Linked DNA regions of Mus musculus: regions 1, 2, 3, 4, 5 and 6 are each linked to region 7. A link is a contact called in public promoter capture Hi-C data. All regions are on one chromosome and are shown on one strand. Each heading gives the region's core, a stretch centred on a gene start, on an enhancer-like site or on the middle of the called end of the contact. The rest is flanking DNA. Distances are from core to core; before and after follow the strand shown.

Region 1 (2,700 bases), core at 63-2,562, 1.3 Mb after region 7:
GCTAGCAGTACCTAACGCCACTCACGGCAGGTCTCAGCCTGGTCCCACTGGTCAGAAGTTCCAGGGAGGGGCCCAGCAATGTGTGTTTGCAGCAGCCAGCATCTCAGCTAGCCTTCACTCAGAGTGGGAAAGCAAGAGGAGGCAGGGACATGTGTCCACACCCTATCTGTCTGCCCCAGGACTGGCTCTGGGGCTGAGCAAAGCTTTCTGTGGAATCAGATGAACTGGGAAGCAGAGAATGCATGTGAGGCCGCATCTTCCTGGTTTCCCTCATGGCTCCTTCCAGAGGATATAAGTGTATTCTTTTCAATGTCCATAGGTAAACAAGAGAGCAATCTGCTGGCCAGAACAAGATAGATGATTTATTCCATCTAATCTAGTCCTTAGTCAGCATCTTACTTTATTTTATTTTATGTAGGACCCCACCCACCTTCTTCCCCAGGCTGGAGGAAGGAAGTAGGAAATGCTAGCTGAAACCCTCGCCCTCAGACCACACCTTCCACCCTTTGGGGGTGGGAGTATTTTAGCATACCCATCTATACCCCCTCCCACTCTCCTTTACTTATGCGGCTGGGAAAAGAATCTAGGGCCTCCTGCTTGCTGCACTAAGCTCTTAGTCACCCCTCCACGCCTCCTCCCTCCTGTCCTTTCTCTTCCTCCCCCTCCTCTTCCTTCCCAACCCTCTCCTCCATTCTCTCCGTGATTACAGAGTCTGACCCTGTATCCCAGGCTGCTCAAATAACCCAGACTGGCCTTTAACTCAAGGCAATCCCTCTGCATCAGCCCTTCAAATGCTGGATTTACAGGAATCTGCCACCACATTTGACCTAGTGTTTGCTGATAGTTCCCGAGGGGACTAGGAGTCAAGGACGCCGTCACATCCTCCTTAACGAGTAAACTAAGACAAGTGAAGGTTCTGGTCCACTCACATGTCACAAAAGCTTTGTAACAGGCCAGCCAATCACATAGTATCTCACTTATTAACCAAGGCTCTGCGGTGTTAAACTAGCGGTCCAAGGTCACACACCCGGTGTAGAAACCAGAATCCTGGCGGGATCCTCCACTTTGCACCTAGGTGCTCCTTCCCGACTCTTGGCCCTTCAATCTTGGACTGGAACCAAATCTCCCAGTCCTCGAGGAATCTGCATCCAGGGGAAGATCGCGAGCCGGGTCACCGCTCACCCCTTCTCTGGGACCCAGGGCGCTGCTGAGTCAGCGTAACCCGAGCAGCCCAGTGACCGCGAAGCCCCCGCCCCCGGCTTGCGCCCCGCCCAGATAGAGGGCCAGCCCCGTGGCCGAGCACAAGTGCACGAGTGCGACAGCTAGGCCAGGCGACAGCGCTGCCTACCAGAGCGCAGCATGACGGCCATCGGCGCGCAGGTAACCTGAGGGACCCGCGGGGCGCAGAGCCGGGGTACAGTCTATCATGGGGGAGGACTGGGAACTCTCAGTGACTGAAACTTTGGGTTAGGGTGACAACTCCCCAAGGTGCCCAGGTCTTTCTGGGACACCCTTCCCCCGGAAGGTTCCTCTGAGAGGTCGGGGGGGGGGGGTACCTGCTACCCCAATGCAGCTCGCTCTGCACGGTCTTCTCGGCCTCTGATGAGCACCAGAGACCACCAAACTTTTTTGCAGGGTCACCAGTTAGGCTTTTCTCGGGGGTCGTTGAGAATCTTTAAAAACTGGGGGTCTAGAGTTGCGGACTGTCAGGGTAGACTTAGAAAATGCCAGGCTTGGTTTATGTAACGGACGAGGACGTTGCTCGCGAAGCCAGAACTTTCTGAGAGGGCGACTGCAAATATCATCTTCCTCCGAAGCGCGTTTGAGGAGTTAGGTGGAACTGAGGTGGGACTGGATTCGCTGGGGACCTGACACTCGAGGTAAACGGTTCCCAGGACAGGAGCGGCCGCTTCCCCTAAGATCTGGCTTCTTTTGGAGCAATGCTGAGTGTTTGTGTTGGCTGAGAATCTCTGCATTCCTGCCCGCTTCAAAAGGCGGTCGGAAGTGTCCACTACCCCGCGGGCCAGCTTCCTGCTCACCCAGGCATCCCGGTGGCTGGCTGTGCTCCAGGCTGTCCACTGTCCGGTCTTGCCCTGAGAAGTACAGAGGTCAGTTGACTCTGCCTCCAGGTGCTCAGGCCCTGATAATTTTAGGTACTGTTCCGCCCATTAATCATTATTTTTATCATTATCAGCACTGCTTGAGATAGACAGGATCTGTTCTTTGTTGCTCAGGATGCTCTTAGACTCCTGGGCTCAATTCACCCTGCTTCCTTAGCCTTCCAGTAGCTGGCATTATAAGAATAGGCCACCTCTACAGCTCTACCCATTCTACAGAGAGATAACTGAGGCTCGAAAGTAACCTGGCCACAGTGGGTAGCCAAGTGACAGGATGTACACAAATTCAGGTCTTCCCAACTCCGAACCTCACTCACACTTTTGGTAACAAGAAGAAAAGAAAAACCTTGCAAGGCCACCCTCAAACTCTTTTATCCAGAACTCAGTTGCTAGGGTGTGGTAGGGACTCTGATTCGGTGACTTGTTTTTCTTTGTTCCTGGGTATATTCCAGACCATCTCCAGGGAAGGGAAGGCACAGGAGGAATGGAGGAATGAGCCAAGGTGTGGGGGCACCCCTAAAGGAGATACTCAGAAACCAGTGTGGGTGTGGGAGGAGCTAAACTAACCCGCCATAGGTAGGAG
Region 2 (2,700 bases), core at 73-2,572, 1.8 Mb after region 7:
GGCAGAGACAGGCAGATCTTTATGAGTCTGAGGCCAGCCTGGTCTACAAAGTGAATTCCAGGACAGCCAGGGCAGTCACACAGAGAAACCCTGTCTCACACAAAAAACAAAAAACAATAAAATAAGACCACCCCTCCCCTCCCACCACCACCCCCCAAAAAGAGAAAGAAACCCCCATGCACATAAAATAAATCTTTTTTTTTAAGAGCCCTGGCAGTTTTTCTTTCTTTTAAATTTGCGTGTGCAGAGGGAGGAAGGTTGAGAGAGAGAGAGAGAGAGAGAGAGAGAAGAGGGAGTGCACATCAGAGGACAACTTGAGGGAGCCAGTTTTCTCTTCCCATTATGTGGTTCCCAGGGGTCTACAGGGGTCCAAGTCTGTTGAGGCTGTGGGGCTTGTCTCTGCGGGTGTCTTTACCCCTCCAGCCACCTGCTAGCCCAGGGAGACTTGGCTTCTCCTTATGCTGTCAGTGGGAGGACTAGGTCTGTTAGTTGCTGGTATGGAACCATTTAAACAAAGCACAAAAGCCTCTGATATAATATACAAGTATCCTAGTTTAGAATTATCAGCAAGAATAATTACACAGTGCGGGCTACGGTTATCACTGTTTCCCTCCTTAAAGATCAGAAACAAACGTTGAATTATTAATTACCATACAGTGAAAAGCACCAGTTCGTACGGGTGGGTGGGGTATCACACAACTGTGGCAGTGAGAAGTGGCTAATGTTCAGCTGGGAAAATCAACCCTAGTCGAAAACGCGTAAGAAAATAAGCTCCTGAGCGTAGGAGGGTGATGAAGGGCAGCCTGCAGCTTGTAGTTCTTGCCGCTGGCTATAGCTAGGGTTAGGGTTCCTGACCTGGCCTGTGACCTAGGTCAAATTAATAGCTGTAATTCCTTTACTAGTAGGGTGTCATGGGCGAAGCTAGAGGCGATGCCACCTGGAGTTTCCAGTCCCTGACCAAGGGTCTTCAAAGCTGCTTATCACCTTCCACACTAGGGCGCAGGCCACACTTGGCCACACAGTCCTCCTCATTGGCTTCTATCAGCTCAGTCTTTCTTGGCTTTTTCACAACTCTGGCCTGGCTCCGGCTTCCCCAGGAGTGCACCCGCCCACGCCCCGGCGTCCCCAGACCAGTTCCCAAGCTCTGCCACTGCAGCAGCGGTCACGTGCGCGAGTCCGGCTGGGGAGCCGAAAGGAAGGGGGAATGGGTGGGGCCGTTCCGTGGGTGCCACGCCCACACACTCAATGTGTTTTCTCATTGGTGAAGGTTTGGAAGTACCTCTTCGGATTGGTCAATAGGCGTGGCCTCGGAGAACGGAAGGGAGGGCTGCCTCTGGAGAGGACAGGGTTGCCGGGCGGACAGCGGGAACGCGCTCCGGGGGGTGGGGACGCGCGAGCTCACCACTCCTCAATGACAAATCGACTGGGGACAGCTGGGGTCCGGCCCCAGGACGGGGCGGGGCGCTCGTGAGAGCGGCGATTCTGGTTGTGCGCATAGCCAGAGCGGCGGTGGGACGGCTCCCCCAGGTAAGGATGCTGTGCCCCGCAGGGGACCGCAGACGAGGGGTGCGCCCTAGGATAGGGAAGTGAGTACGCTCTCCGCGCGATTGCAGGCCTCCTAGTTCCACGTTGGGAGGGAGGGACACGTCTCATGAAGGACAACGCCCCGGACTGCGCCCCGCTTGGCTTGAAAGGTGTCTTTTGGGAAAGCCGGAGAGACTCCCAGCCGGATCTGGGGGTGCTGAGGACATGGGGGAGGCGCCCCAGTTTCTCTTCCCTTGCTGCCTGTCCTTCCCTTTTTCCACAAATGGCCACTTCCTGCCTTTTCGGGCCTCCCTCCTGAGTTGGTCCACTTCCTCCGTCCCTTTCAGATCCATAAAATGTTGCCCAAACTTCTTTCTTAAAGGTAGGAACTTGTACTTTGGGTGACCTGGGAGCTGGGTTCAAGAAGTTTGTAGGGATTTGTTGGTTGTGAATTACTTTTTGATTCTGTCTTCCAGTTGCCTTTCAGAGTGTGACTAGCATCAAAGGTGGTTTTTAGAAGCACCGTGGCTTGAAGGGTTTTCCTGACCCGGTTCTCTGAGCCAAGTCAGCTCGTGGCTCAGACTTGCTTGTGGCCCAGACTTGAGTGTCCCCAGAGGGCGCGGCACCCACAGCAGGGTCCTTTTTCCTAGAGTTCATTTCCAAGTGAATCCTGGAATCTAGGGATTGGTGTTACCAGGGTGTTCTGGAAGAGGGTCTGGAATGGACTGATAGTTCTTACCCTCACTTGCCTTCAATCCCTGAAGAACAGAGATCCTCTCGCTCTGGCTCTGCTTTCATTTCCTAACCACCTTTCTTAAGTTTGGGTTTATTGAATGATCAAGGCTTATCCTCAGAGGGGCAGGGAGTGTGCTTTGGATGTGCCAAGTGAAGATAGTTTTAATCAGAGCAAGAATCTTACATGTTAAGTCTCAGAACATGTCAAAGTGGCGCCGCTTAAGCCTGGATTGAGGTGGTGAAATTGTGAGAGCCATAAAGGGAGGTGCTGAATATTGAGAAGGAGGTGTGAGCCAAGGTTGATCCTGGTTTTGGAACTTTGTGTGTATGAGACATGATCTTTTGTAGCGCAGGCTGGCCTGGAACTTGATAGATAGCTAGAGTGACCTTGAACATGTGACGTTCCTGCCTCTACCCCTTGAGTGTTGTGATAACTGTATT
Region 3 (2,700 bases), core at 160-2,659, 1.5 Mb after region 7:
GGCACCCCCCCCACCCCCAAGTGGGTAAAAACGTCAAGGACTTTTGAGGTGGGTCAAAGGATAAAGGAAAGGAATTGGCTGCCAAGTCTGGCTCAATCCTTGCGACCCACATAGGATTACCAACTCTCAAACCTTGTCCTCTGATAGACAGACAGACACACAGACAGATGGACACACATATTTTAGGTGTATACAAAATAAAGAAATGTAAAACAAACAAACAAACAAACAAAAACGAAAAACAAGCAAAGAGGAAATGTGAGGGTCCTCCCAACTTACCCTTCCTTCATTTGATCCTAGTTGAGGTCACCTATTCTATAGGAATGTTCTATCATCATCAAGTTTGTATTACCCAGAAAATATTAAGGGTATACCCTCCTCAAGGTCATGGCATGATAATACCAACCCTCATTCTTAAAATGATTGAACGACTTTGATTTAAAAAGCAGTGTTCCTTGCACACAGAAAGCACCTATCCTTTGTTTTATCCATGAAACGTCTTTTGCTTAGGCTTTGTTTTCAAGGGCCTTATGTTTAGGAGAACTGATTGAAAACTGCACTTCAAAGCCTATACCCTCTATTAGCACTTAGTTGGGACAACCTGATGCCAGGAGGTCGAGTTTCCCCACTCTGTGCTATTGCCCCTCTTTTGTGTCCCTAGAGTCCGTCAGTAAGTACATCTTAGAAGAGGGAGGAGGGGCAGAACTGACAGTCAAGGAACCAATCGCTGCCTGGCGATGGGGTGTGGACACAGAGCCACGCCCTCCCCTCCCAACCCGCTAAATCCCGTCTCTCTCGCACCTGTGAGTACCAGTGCTTCTAGGCAGGCGCCCGCGCTCCGAAACCGGGTAGGAGGCGGGAAGGAGGCGGAGCAGAGGGCGTGGCTTCACCTCTCGCGAGACCGCCTCCTGTTGCCGAGGCCGCCGTTCCGGGGCTCTGACTGGTCGGGGGCTGCGCAGCCGCCATGTTCGGTTGCTATGCTGCGGCCTCGGAGACGGGGTGTGCTTGAGAGAGGAGGAGGAGACGGAGGAGGCGGTGGAGGCGAGGGAGGAGGAGGAAGGAGAGGAGGAGGAGAAGGAGGAGGAGGGTGACCGAGGCTCTCCTTTGCACTCTCACACAGAGCCGCCTCCCTGGAGTCACCCGCCGCTTCACGCCGCGCGCGCTTCCCTGCTCCGCGGACGCGACATTGTTCTTTTAAGACTCCCGGGAGCTGTCAGAAATCGGGGCTCCGGGACTTGAAAGAGACTTGACTTCGGCCCGCAGCTTGCGGGGACCGCGGCACTTTCGGGGCGCGTGTGAAGGGATTAGCTCATCTCGCCGCGAGGTGCGAGCGCGCGCCTCCCCGCGCACGCCAGCCCCGCCGCAGCCCCGCAGGATGACGGGGTGCAGGCGGCCCGCGGCCGTGGCGCGGCCGCTGTGGCGGCGGCTGTTCTCGGGACGCTGAGGGCGAGCACCTCGACGCGGACCACGCGCTTCTTTCACCCGGCCGCGAGCCCGGGGCCTCCTGCCTTTTTGTATTTGGATTCCCCCCCCCCCCCCCCTTTCTCCAGCCGGGAGGACGCGGCTGTGATAACGAAGGTAAGAGAGGCGCTTGGGGCGGTCCTTCGCTCGGCCTGTTTGGGCCCCCTTTGCAGGTCGTGGGCGCGCACCTGAAGCTCGCCGAGCCGGGCGGCCAGACTACCCGATCGACTTCCCTTTTCTTAGTGGGTCGGAGCACTCGAATCTTCCTGGGGTTTATAGTTGAAATCTGCTAGGGATGAGTGCACGGGAGAAGGGGTGGAATAGATGCGGAGATGAAATGTTCCTAAACTCAAGGTAAGGCTGGAGAATCTTCAGTATTTCATTTGTGGGATTCTTTTTTCTAATTGTTAATGTTAGGTTAATTGACTCATATAAGCATCTTTATTTTTTTTCCGCACGCGGTAGGAACACACGCTATCTTCCATTGAACTTGAAAGTCTCTTGTGACTTGCTAGTATTATACTTGCTTTTAGGAATCAGTAGTTGGGCCCAAAAAGTTGAGATGTAGAACATCTGAACTTAGATTTTTCATGCTGCTTTGGAATCGTCCCTACCTTCATGATGTTTAGATTCAGCGTGAGTATGTAGTCAAGAACAGATCGGTGTTTGTGGGGTTTTGTAAAATGTTAAGCACAGTCATTTGTGGCTTTCTGGCTTTACATTTTTGTTTCGGTGTCAATGTTTGTTTTATAGTTACTTACAGGAAAAATGGAGCGTATGATTATCCTTTGTGGACAGGAACTGTGCTTACCAAAGCGTAGACACCTCAATTGTCCCAGGACGATTTCTGGAAATCAGTTCAATCAGAGATTCAAGAAAAGCTAGATGTGTGTGTGTGTGTGTGTGTGTGTGTGTGTGTGTGTGTGTGTGTGTAGGTAGTTAAATGCATGTATGGATGCATTTGCTGGGGTTTCTAAAGTAATGGAACAATTTACAGTTTCAATGATAATCCATATCGATGTTTCCCTGAAACTTATGTCAGAGACTTTATGTTTGGCTTTGCATCACAGAGTGACATCAGTGTGGACAAGGACTACGTAGGGGGTTTTAAAAACTGCCTGTTCCAGGAGGACTAGTCATACCTAACTTTTGGAATAAGCAATTCAAGAAATACTGAGTGTGTGACCAGATCTTGGGTCCAGATGAAATAACACAGTTATTTGGTCACATTTAAAAGAT
Region 4 (2,700 bases), core at 183-2,682, 1.7 Mb after region 7:
GCGTAGCTCCACACAGTCCTTTGCCCTTGCTCTTTATGTCCTTCCCGGATGTCTACTGGGCTCTTTCCTCACCTACTTTAAGTCTGAAGTCATTGTCACTGCCCTAAGAGCCTTCCTCCCTGCTTATATTGCAACCCTTCATTCCCAGACCCCACACCCACTGCTATTTTCTAGGTGTTTACTAACCGCCAGTCAGACATGTTTTGAACCAAGGACTTTATGCACTCTACCAACTGAGCTATACCCTACAGCATTTTCTTTTTCCTTCTGAGATGGTGTTAGGTAGACTGGCCTCCAATTCCTGGGCTTAAGTGATCTTTCTGCCTCAAAGGCTATAGGCACAAGGAGGACAGGTACACTCTCCCATACAGGCTAAACCATGAAATAACTTGTTTAATTATGACAGAACCTCTCAATGTGGCCAGTGCTGGCCCTGAACTCACTACTCAGCCCCCAAGGGGCTTTTACTGCTGGGATTGCCTTGAGGGACTCCTGTCTTTCTTCTTTATCTGCCTTATCTCCAGGGTCTACAGAGCTGTAGGCATTTTGATAAACTATCTGAAGAATGAATGAATGGAATGTCGCCCTGCCACTTAGGGCCTCCATTCTGTGACCACAGTGCCTGGAGCATCAGTCTGTTATTTCCCTTTCCCAGCAGCGTTCTCTCCAGGGCTCTCATCACCACTTGACACATAGTTGTTCTCTTTCTCCATTACAGACTAAAGGTTGCTTTAATCTCTAGGATTTGGGGGGAGGGAGCAAGGAAACATTTAAATAAATGCTGGATCAATTAATAAACAACTGTGTAAGAGAAAACATACTAGACTACATTAAAAATAGGAAAATACTCATTTTTGCTGTGCCAGGGATTGGATCCTGGGCCTGGTATGTGCTAGTCTAACACCCTACCACTGAACTGTATCTTAAACCCAACGTTTCATTTTCAAATCATATTACCAGGAAGGTGAAAAATTCAAAACATAAACCAAGCGCCATGGAGATGCTCAGTGTGGGTAAAAGTGCTTCATTCCAAATGTGAAGGCCAGAGTCTGGTCCCCTGTGCCCACATGATACTCCTGCAAGTTGTTCTCAGACAGGGACTGTGGCATATCTTTCCCTGACCCATACATATACGCACAGAAAAAAATAATCTTTTTTAAAAGACAGGATTTCACTAGGTAGTCCTGGCTGACCTGTAACTAAGTAGCTGTGGCTGGACTCGAACTCACAGAAATCCACCTGCCTCTGCCTCTGCCTCTGCCTCTGCCTCTGCCTCTGCCTCTGCCTCTGGAGTATTGGGATTAAAGGTGAACTGCCTTTCTGTATTTCTATAGTCCCATCTGGTGTTGCCAGCTTAAATTCAGGTCTCAGGAGGCCGATTTCCGGGGCGGTGCCATTGCCCCTTTAAGAGCGGAGCGTCCCGCCCTTCGGGGGGCGGACCTTGGATGGGGCTTTAAGGGGCGTGCCCTCGGGCGGCCGGGGTCCTCCGGGGATTAGCGCAGGGTGGGCTCGCGCCTTGCGCCGCCATTTCTCGGTGTCTCTGGAGACCCGTCCTCTCCTCTAGCCGGCTGGGCATCTCTCTCCGAGGGTCGCGCGTCCCAGTCGCAGTGGTCTCCGTCGCTTCACGGTGTTCACCCCCGAGTACAGGTAAGAGTTTGGCCTCGGGTGTCCAGTTGGCCCTGCTCACTGAGCCGAGGCTCTCGACCGTGCCGGGTGGGCGGCCCGGCTCCCCGGGCGACGCCGCGGGCTGGGAGGGGAGTGGCGGCGACGGCCAATGGGGCTGGGCGCTGAGTTTCGGGCGATACCGCGCGGTGGCCGCTGAGGGCCGGGCGCGTCGCCGGGGTCTCGCGCGTTGTTGGGGGGAAACTCTGGTCACCCCTGACCTCCCCGTAGCTGTGGGATTAGGGGAAGGTCGCCTCGAGTGTCACTTCGCCGGGATTGTGGGCAGACATCGGTGAGACAGGACGTGCCAGCTAGCTCCCGGTCGAGTGAAACTTGGGAAGCGTACGAGGCAGGTGCGTTCCCGGGAACCGCCAAGGCCGAGGGCGCTCCCCGCCCCCACGCGTGGCGCGCGTCCGGTAATGATGGGTTCTCCTGTGGGTAGAAGATAATTGTGTCCATCTCTGGTTACTGTAGTCTCCCGGGTTCTGCTTTAAGAGCGAGAAGGCTCCAGGCTCCGAAGTTGTTTAGCAATAGTTCAAAATTACTAGTAATGGTTTTTTTTTTTTCCCTTAAGAATTGGAGATAAGCCCACCAAGAAATTATGAATGTAATTCACAACTCCGCTCACCCCAGATGCACTGAGCTGAGGCACTGAGCACTGCTAACTGCAGTGGGTAACTTGTATGTGTCTAAATGAACACTTTGGGATCATTATTTTCTTTTTCTTCCCAACCCCCACTTCGTTCTTCTTCTAATTCTTTTTCTCTCTTTCTTCCTTTCCTTTCCTTCTTTTCTTTTCTTTTCTTTTCTTTCGATACTGGGAACCAAACCCGGGTTCTGGAACGCTAGGCTGAACTAAATCTAAATGCTCACACCTGTTTTTTTCTTTTCTTGTTGTTGTTGTTCTTGTTAGGATAACTTGTTTGGGCAGCGATGTGCGCAATGTTCCTGTGTTTAGTTTCTTAGTTACAGTTTCTTTTGCGGGAGTAACTGGGATGAAAGATACTGATAACTTTAGGACATTTTCTATAGTTTTCA
Region 5 (2,700 bases), core at 199-2,698, 1.4 Mb after region 7:
GTGTTTTAAAGGACCAACTAAGCTGGGGAGGGGGTGGTGGCTGGTGGTGGCTGTGGTGTGGGCCTTTAATCCCAGCACCCAGGATGTAGAGGCAGGTGGACCTCTGAGTTTGAGGTCAGACTGGTCTACAGAATGAGTTCCAGGACAGCCACAGCTACATAGAGAAATCATATCTTAAAAACCAAACCAAACCAAACCAAAACATCAACTAAGTTCACCCAAAGTGTGGTTTGAGATGTCTCAGGAAATTTGATTTTCAAAACAAAAAAGGAAATTGTGAGATATAAATAAGGAAGATAATCTGTAAGGTGTGTGGATTAATTGAAAGTTGACTATAAACCAAGTAGAATAATATCTTTATACAGAAATTCCTGGATGTATTAAGGTAATATTTGTAAACAGACTTTATGCTTAAAGATATGAGATAGCTCTAACCTACTGAATAGTAATGAAAACACTAGCAATGGTGAGTATTATTTTAACACCCAAAGCCCCTGGGCACTGTTTTTTTAGAAAACTCCTCAGACTATTAATGAGATGGCTGAAGTGGTAAAGTGACTGCCACAAAAGCATGCAGACTTGAGCTCAGTCCTCAGCAGCCACATAAAAACAAACAAAACCAAAAACCTGGCTGTTAATGGTGTATGATTGTAATCCCAGCCCTGGGGAGACAGAAGCAGGCAGACCCCTGGGGCTCACTTGATCAGGCTGGCTACCTTAATTGCTGAACCCCAGATGCCAGTGAGATAACCCTATCTCCAAAAACGGGTCAGCTGTCTCCTGAGGAGCAACATCCAAGTTCACCTATAAATGAATGAGCGCACATTTGTGTATCCACGCATCTACCATTTGTTGGGTGTGCCTTCTAGTAAGTACTTATTACTTAACTCTAATATGGTCTACACCACACTTCTTTTCTTGTATTGTTTTGTTTTGTTTTTCGAGACAGGGTTTCTCTGTATAGCCCTGGCTGTCCTGGAACTCACTTTGTAGACCAGGCTGGCCTCAAACTCAGAAATCCGCCTGCCTCTGCCTCCGGAGTGCTGGAATTAAAGGCGTGTGCCACCACACCCGGCTTTAGACCACAATTCTTGCTGGTCTCACAAGGTCACTTGACCTTCGGAATGCAGCGGTCACTGGCAGCAATTCCAGACCTTTCTGTCCTCGCTTTTCTCATTAAGCTTAGCTCTCCTCCCAGCGTACTGCACAGATACCTATTCGGCGCTACAGAAATCCGGGCCAGCAGGTCTCTATCTTGGCTCCGAAGGGCGCCGCGACACGGCTGAATTGGATAACAAAGTCCTCAAACTGCTCCACCTCGCCCTGAATAAGACCTTAGAGAGCAGACCTCAGGACCAGAACAGAAGCGCTGCTCCAAGCCCCGCCCACAACGCCCGTTCCGCCCACAAAGGCCCCGCCCACAAAGGCCCCCAGACCGGCGTGCTTTGCGCCTGCTCAGTCCGGCGCGGGAGCGGCGTGTTCTAAGGTTGCTACCGAGGTAAGCTCTCCTCTTGGCTGTGAGTTCTCTTATGTCCAGCTTCCGGGTTCAGTCATGTTCCGGTTGTTGGAAGCAGCCCGGTATGTGTCAGGGCGGAATCACATTGAGAGCTCTTCTAAAGCCAGAGCCTACACCTGCTTCTAGGCCAACTGCGAGACTCAGAGGCCGACCCGGGAGAGGTTGTTTTTGTTTTTGTTTTTTGTTTTTTTTTTTGTTCCCTTCCAAGGACCCTGTCTTTTCTAGCCTCAGTTTCCTCTTGGAAAGAATGAGTTAAATGAGTGATACAGAACCCTACGTTTTGTTTACAGTAGTACATTGCTAATCAAACGCTTCGCGGAGATAGGAATAAAGTGAAATTTCATCCAAAGAGAAATAACAGTCATAGTGACATAATCACAGACGAAATAAGGTGCCCAGAATATTCAAAAGTGCGCCTGTGAGACTTTGTCTCAAAAAAAAAACCACCACCAATTAACTTTAAAAACAATATTAACTTTGCTAATGAGTGAGGTGGATGGTCTGTTTGGTCTGTTTGTGTATATATAATAGATAACATTTTTAAGGTGAACAGCTTGCTATGAATCTCTAACGGCCCGTGATCAAATACCGAACCTTTGCTATCAGTGGTTAGCCTGCCAAGAAAAGTGTCTCATGAGGAATGACCTGAACAACAGGAGTTTATTTTTTCTTAGTTCCAGAGCTGGAGGTCCAAGACTCAGGTGTGGCCAAGCTAGGCTCCCTGGGTATTTCAGCAAGGCTAACAAATGGCCATCTTACCCCTGGATCTTCATGTGGTATTTTTTCTGTATGTGTCCGGATCTGAGCTCGAAAGCAGTGAGATCTGAGTATTGCTATCCCACGAACCTTCCGTTTCTATTTCAATGATAGGCCGAAGCTCCAAATACAGCCACCTCGTAAGATAATGGAAATGTGGCTCAACCATGGGAGCTTGGTGGAAGTAGGGACACTAGGCAGCATGTGACACTGCCACTTGTGGTTTTGGCCAATAAACCTGTCCAGCTGCATCCCTTTTCACAGCTGGAAATAAACTGTTGTGGTATGGGCTCTGAAGTATGATTTTTTTTTTCTTAGACTGACTGAATCCAGTGAATTCTCTGTGTCCTCAGACTCTATATTTGGTGATACCACCAGCTACATATCAAAAAATGTTTTGGAAGGAAAATTTGTATCTGTACTGAACA
Region 6 (2,700 bases), core at 153-2,652, 1.2 Mb after region 7:
AAAACACCATAACCAAAAGCAGCTTGGGCAGTGTGGTGGTTTGAATGTGCTTAGCCCAGGAAATGGCACTGTTAGAAGGTGTGGCCTTGTTGGCGTAGCCTTGTCAGAGAAAGTGTGTGACTGTAGGGGTGGGCAATGAGACCCTCCTCCTAACACTTGGGAGCCAGTCTTCTCCTAGCAGCCTTCAGATGAAGATGTAGAACTCTCTGCTCCTCCTGCACCATGTCTGCCTGGATGCTGCCATGCTCCTGCCTTGATGATACTGTATTGAACCCCTGAACCTGTAAGCCATCCCCAATTAAATGTTGTCCTTAAAGAGTTGCCTTGGCCGTGGTGTCTGTTCACATCAGTAAAACACTAACTAAGACAGGGAGGAAAGTGTTCATTTCACCACACAGCTTATAAGTCTATCTATCACCAAGGGAAACCAGGAGCTTGAGTCAGAAACATATGCAGAGTGTGGAGGGATGCTGCTTCCTGGCAGACTTGCTCCTGTTGGCTTGCTCAGCCTGTTTTCTTATTTCACCCAGGACGACCAGCCCATAGGCAGCATTGCCACACTGAGTTGGGCCCTCCCACAGCATCATTAATCAAGAAAAATGTACCATAGCTTGCCCACAGGCCAATCTGATGGGTGCACTTTCTCAACTGACCTTCTCTCTTCCAAAGAGACAATAGCTGGAATCAAGTTGCCATAAAATTAGTCACCACACCCACACTAGGATTACAAGCTTGTGCCACCATTTCCTGCTTCAAAAATTTTTTTAATTAGTTTTATTTTTTTACGTGTGTGTTTTGGTTGCGTGTATGTGTGTCAAATGTCTGCATGCCTGGTGCCCACAGAGGCTAGCTGAGGGCATTGGGCACCCCTAGAACTAGAGTTACAGATGTTTTGTGAGCTGCCGTGTAGGTGCTGGGAGTTGAATCTGGTCCTCTGGAAGATCTCCCAATACTCTTAATGCAGAAGTACCTCTATAGTACACTCCCCAACCCTTGATTGGAGAAATGCCAAAGTCACATTATAGGACAGGCCTATGTGATAGGGGACCTGCTGCCACCTTTTTTTTTTGAAAATATAAGCTGTCTGAGACCCACAACATTCTTCATGAGAAAGGCTCCGATCAGACTGCCCTTTTGACATAACCACACTGAACTTCTGGTTGCTTGTACCACCATGAGGTGGATTCCTGTCATCTCCTGTCTGTGGTACAGGATGCATTTCACGAGTCTTGCAAGGTGGCTGGTAATGTGTGTGCAGTTTCCATCACAACAGCCAGGAATGAAGACTCCATAAAGAGTAGTCTGTGTGCCCCGCCCCTTCCGGTGACCCTTCACTTCCCTGGTTGTAGAAACTCACTGTTCTTGCCATCTGTGTTGCAATAAAGCAGTGGCAGCAACCTTTGCCACTTGGGCAGCTCAGAGCCTCGCAATGACCCTCTGTTGTTTTATAGTGTTTGCTCCAGCCTGCTGTGGACAGAACTCCGCTCAAGCCCTTGCCAACCTTTAGCATTTCTGTCAGGAGGACTCTAGACTGGGACCTGTTTGTTGTCGTCATCATTGTTGTTGTTGTTGTTGTTAATAAACAACAGGATTATTGCAAATGGATTTCTTGTTTGTTTGGGGTTTTGAGACAGAGCCTGGCGTAGCCCAGGCTGGCCTCCAACTCAGGATGAGGGTGATAATGACTTTGAATTTTACTGTATTAAATGTTAACATGTCTTTGCTCACTTGAGTATCATTTTAAGAATGGTTTTATTTTCATAATGTAGAAGACAAGATTAATATTTTGCTACTTCAGTGAAAATAAAAGTTTGACAGTGGCCTTCTTCATGGACTCCCTCTCAATCCTTCTCCCTCAGAGCTGAACGCCGCCTTCCTGTTAGACTTCAGGACTCTCCCTTCAGACTCTTGGGTCCAGCCCTGCTCTCAAAGTCTAACTGTGCCCAGGAGCAGCAAGCAAGATGTTTTCCCATCCCCAAGATCGTGTGTGTGTGTGTGTGTGTGTGTGTGTGTGTGTATGTGTGTGTGTGTGTGTGTGTGTGTGTGTGTGTGTGAAGAGAGAGAGAGTGTGTGTGTGTAGGCAGAGATGGAGAGAGAGAGAGAAAGAGAGTGTGTGTGTGTGTGTAGAGAGAGAGAGAGTGTGTGTGTGTGTGTGTGTGTGTGTGTGTGTGTGTGGAGAGAGAGAGAGAGAGAAAGGGAAAGAGAGAGAGAGTTACCAAGCACCCTCTGGGGCCGGTGAGAGTGGGCGTTCCTACCCACTCAGGGCCGGATGTGGCAGTCAGTGAACCAAAATAAATGGTCAGTGTTAGAGGAAGCAGGCCTTCAGGGCACACCACCAGGACTCAGGACTCAGATGCTTAGAAAGGAACTGGAAGGGCTCGTGTGTGCAGACTGTGAGTCATCTGGGAACATCTTCAGAGCTCTGAGGAGAGGAAGCTATGCTCCAGTGGAGAGCCACAAGGGGTCTGAGGAACTGGGCATAAAGCCTTGTTCCAGCTGTTCCACACTTTGTCTCTGATCAGTGGGGTCCCCTTGTGAGCCGGGGTTACCAACGTGAACCACCACTGCAGTGACACTCACAGAATTTGGGTCTCTAGAGAGCCCTGGCTGTCCTGGAACTTGCTCTGTAGACCAGGTTGGCCTTGAACTCAGAGATCCACTTGCATCTGCCTCCTGAGTGCTGGGATTAAAGGTGTGTGC
Region 7 (2,700 bases), core at 153-2,652:
GAGTGTTGATGCTCAGTGAGCTTTCTCTTTTTTATTCAGCTCTTGACCCCATTGGGGCTGCTCACATCCATGTGCTTCTTCCTTCCTTCTTTCCTGAAATGTTTCTAGAAACATCCCTCAGACATACACCCAGAGGTATTCCCATAGCGATTCTCAATCCTGCCAAGTTGACAAAAATATCATATCATGGATAATATGGGTTATCCCATGTGTATTTTTATTTTTCCTTATAAAACTCTTCATCTGTGCAGCATAATTAGCCTAGGCTTTCAATTACTATGCATAAAAACCTGCAGGAATTAAATTTAAGATTAGCTAGACAAAAACCATTAGAAATACATGAAAAGCCATATTATTACATGCTGAGTCTTTTGGTCCAAGTTTAGTTTCTCTTATTTTTAAGAAATAAATGTGTTGATAAAATGATCAGAAACTGTTAAAGATGCATCTGATTGTTAGTTCAAAGTAAATGAAAACAAAGGCATTTAACCAAATGACATTCTCTTGCTAAATTATAGCAATTACTTTAGGCCCATAGTTCCTACAAAACTCTCCTTAAGACCAATGCAATCAGACCACAAGCATAATATATTTTTGGCTAAGCTCCCCAAAAGATGATATAGTGAACAGCCCAGAGGTGGTAATCAAGCCACTTATTAGCCTTTAAAAACACTCTGTAGAGGAATGTAGTGGTGGGCAGGAAAAATGATCAAAACGTATTGTATATGTATGAAATTTTTCTTTAAAAAAAAAAAAAAAGAGTCCTTAAGGACTTCATACAATGCATTTTTATATTTACTCCCCACTTCCCTGACACATCTCCCGGATTCGCACTCCACTTCCCCACTCGAACTTCAAGTCCTTAAAATCTTCAAGGAATAAAGAAAACAAAACTTCTCTGTACCATTTTCCATCCAAAACAACAGCTCATCTGCACCATCTCCAACGTGCACACTATCCATTCTCTTAATTATGGTTTCCAGTTCTAAAAGGAAGGTCTTAGCTGGGCGTGGTGGCGCACACTTCTGATCCTAGCACTGAGGAAGCAGAGACAAGTAGCTCTCGAGGTCTGCCTGGTCTACCTGGGTAGCTTCAGACCGGCTAAGGCTACATACACTGTGTGACCCTGTCTCAAGAAGGAAGCGCTTTAAGTCAAATTTTGACAGTAACAGAGGTGATAAGGTTTTGTGTTGCTTGGTCTTTGACCCAAGTCTCTCGAGAGCTGATGCAAAGAGCTGCCTTTAATCCGTATTCAGAAAGGATACTGAGGCACACTCCAAGGCGGGAAGAAGTTGCAGGCGACAACCGTGGAGCCTGTCACCCGGCTGGCAACTGCGGCCCACGCAGAGGGTGGAGTCTCGGGCTGCGCGTGCGTGCGCGCACGAGTCCCTCACTCCGCCCACAGAGTCCAGATGCCCATCCAGAACCTCTGACTCCCGAGGGCACCAACAACAGCTGATTTCGCAGCCTCTCCTCCTCCCAGACAGGGTCCCCACCTCCTTCCAGCCCGGAGTGCCCGGCACACCGGAAGTCCTTTTGCCCCGTCTCCGCAGAGCGGAGGCAGTGCGCGCAGAGGCAACCGGAAGCTCCTCTGCCCCTACCGTCAGCGTGAAGCCGCCGGGCGGCGCAGGCGCAGTGCGGCTCAGGCGGAGCTGTGGGAGGGGAGTAGGTCGGGGGCCGGTCCCTGAAGATGGCGGAGGCGGGGGTGAACTGGGGGTCTCCGGGCAGAGCTCAGGTGAGCTTATTTGGCCGGGGACGGCTCGAGGACGGCGGTGGCTTTTGGGAAGAGGAGCTGTTTATGTTTTAACGTCGCAGGCTGGCAACACTCCTAGCTGGTGTTGGGGGATCCAGGACCCGCAGGTGGGGCCTGCTGGGGCGAGGGGTCCCCGGCTTACCTGGAGAGAGGTCAGCGAGATCTAGGGAAAAACCAGCGGGCTCATAGAGGGACAGGCTTTGGGGGATGCCGAGGTCCCTGGACAGTGGAAGACTGTCAGAGTGGAAGAAGGCTGGAGGACAGCGGAAAGGGCGACCCTGGAGGTCTGTTTGGGGACAGAGATGGGCCAGCTGTCTAGTGTACACCTGCCCGGACTCGGTGCCTTGTAGTCTGGGAGGAAGACTCAGGCTTGTATGGGAGATGGATGGAAATTAGGTACATAACCGTAGGAAGTTTAGAATCTACCGAAATAAGAGGACTCCTGAGTTGAAGAGTAGGGATTGTGAATCGGAAGTGAATACCTTTTAGGTATGTATCAGTGGGTGCTGCCAAGCAGTTGTTGCCAGGGCCTAGAAGTCGGTTGGTGATAGTAAGTGGGGCTTTAGCGTCGTTCTTTGGGGATGAGCCGGCTGGTAAAGGAAAACAGTGCTTTGCTGAGGATGGCGTTTAGGGACACGAAAGGAGTTAAAACTTAAGTGAAAAGTTGTTCACGGGTAGTGTGAACTATGTCGTTGGGTGAAATAGATACCCCGAAGTGTTTACTGTTTTGTAGGATTGATGAGGAAATTCTTGGAGAAAGAGCAAATTGAGTTGACTGTTGGGACACTTATGTTGGCTGGTTTCAGTGACCACAGCAATGAAAGACAGTCTCCAGTTCTGGATTAAAACAAAACAAAACAAAACAAAACAAAAAAAAAAAACCAAGGCTTCCATGCGGGGCTTCCTCTCTGCCCCCCCTTCCCCCCTAGCTTTGGGGTTTGGCCCAG

The links. Promoter capture Hi-C pulls out the DNA fragments that hold promoters and counts their contacts. Capture Hi-C pulls out chosen DNA fragments and counts their contacts.
Region 1: a promoter capture Hi-C map of liver shows a contact between it and region 7, with 4 times the contacts expected there. The contact joins the promoter of Tmem37 here to the promoter of Insig2 in region 7. A contact is called at or near these places in 4 of 39 promoter capture datasets (the 3T3-L1 cell line, liver and pre-B cells), 2 of 484 Hi-C or Micro-C datasets (both in liver), 2 of 115 datasets of contacts at active chromatin or transcription factors (pancreatic cancer cells and pro-B cells) and 1 of 9 other capture datasets (adipose tissue).
Region 2: a promoter capture Hi-C map of liver shows a contact between it and region 7, with 5 times the contacts expected there. The contact joins the promoter of Ralb here to the promoter of Insig2 in region 7. A contact is called at or near these places in 2 of 39 promoter capture datasets (liver and pre-B cells), 1 of 484 Hi-C or Micro-C datasets (CD4 T cells), 2 of 115 datasets of contacts at active chromatin or transcription factors (astrocytes and thymic regulatory T cells) and 3 of 9 other capture datasets (adipose tissue, liver and macrophages).
Region 3: a promoter capture Hi-C map of adipose tissue shows a contact between it and region 7, with 2.1 times the contacts expected there. The contact joins the promoter of Ptpn4 here to the promoter of Insig2 in region 7. A contact is called at or near these places in 3 of 39 promoter capture datasets (hippocampal neurons, liver and pre-B cells), 1 of 484 Hi-C or Micro-C datasets (CD4 T cells) and 2 of 9 other capture datasets (adipose tissue and liver).
Region 4: a promoter capture Hi-C map of liver shows a contact between it and region 7, with 2.4 times the contacts expected there. The contact joins the promoter of Epb41l5 here to the promoter of Insig2 in region 7. A contact is called at or near these places in 2 of 39 promoter capture datasets (liver and pre-B cells), 1 of 484 Hi-C or Micro-C datasets (liver) and 1 of 9 other capture datasets (pancreatic islet).
Region 5: a contact with region 7 is called in a promoter capture Hi-C map of pre-B cells, with 7 times the contacts expected there. The contact joins the promoter of Tmem177 here to the promoter of Insig2 in region 7. A contact is called at or near these places in 4 of 39 promoter capture datasets (hippocampal neurons, liver and pre-B cells), 1 of 484 Hi-C or Micro-C datasets (CD4 T cells), 2 of 115 datasets of contacts at active chromatin or transcription factors (pro-B cells and thymic regulatory T cells) and 2 of 9 other capture datasets (liver and macrophages).
Region 6: a contact with region 7 is called in a promoter capture Hi-C map of liver, with 5 times the contacts expected there. The contact joins the enhancer-like site here to the promoter of Insig2 in region 7. A contact is called at or near these places in 8 of 39 promoter capture datasets (3T3-L1-derived adipocytes, the C10 cell line, hematopoietic stem and progenitor cells and 3 more), 6 of 484 Hi-C or Micro-C datasets (B cells, CD4 T cells, the G1E-ER4 cell line and 2 more), 5 of 115 datasets of contacts at active chromatin or transcription factors (astrocytes, hepatocytes, large pre-B cells and 2 more) and 1 of 9 other capture datasets (liver).

The regions. Positions count from the first base shown.
Region 1 is chr1:120,072,392-120,075,091 of GRCm38.p6, reverse strand. Tmem37 (transmembrane protein 37) reads left to right here and starts at 1,312. Exons shown (of 2, transcript NM_019432.2): 1 at 1,312-1,380. The coding sequence starts at 1,360.
Region 2 is chr1:119,503,404-119,506,103 of GRCm38.p6, reverse strand. It overlaps Ralb (v-ral simian leukemia viral oncogene B), which reads left to right and starts at 1,322. Exons shown (of 5, transcript NM_022327.5): 1 at 1,322-1,527.
Region 3 is chr1:119,835,780-119,838,479 of GRCm38.p6, reverse strand. Ptpn4 (protein tyrosine phosphatase, non-receptor type 4) reads left to right here and starts at 1,409. Exons shown (of 27, transcript NM_019933.2): 1 at 1,409-1,578.
Region 4 is chr1:119,647,732-119,650,431 of GRCm38.p6, reverse strand. It overlaps Epb41l5 (erythrocyte membrane protein band 4.1 like 5), which reads left to right and starts at 1,432. Exons shown (of 25, transcript NM_145506.4): 1 at 1,432-1,647.
Region 5 is chr1:119,911,931-119,914,630 of GRCm38.p6, reverse strand. Tmem177 (transmembrane protein 177) reads left to right here and starts at 1,448. Exons shown (of 2, transcript NM_175106.4): 1 at 1,448-1,498. The region is part of intron 2 of Gm28209 (a long non-coding RNA gene); the gene reads right to left.
Region 6 is chr1:120,099,338-120,102,037 of GRCm38.p6, reverse strand. All of the region lies in intron 1 of Gm41938 (a long non-coding RNA gene), which reads right to left. Among named protein-coding and RNA genes, the nearest start is that of Gm41938, 11 kb to the right of the region's middle. Within about 2 kb of position 1,402, at least 115 of the 459 cell types and tissues checked have an H3K27ac peak or open chromatin away from gene starts, as enhancers often do. A contact at or near this core is called in 3T3-L1-derived adipocytes, B cells, astrocytes and 4 more, where this site is marked.
Region 7 is chr1:121,326,726-121,329,425 of GRCm38.p6, reverse strand. Insig2 (insulin induced gene 2) reads left to right here and starts at 1,402. Exons shown (of 6, transcript NM_133748.2): 1 at 1,402-1,735.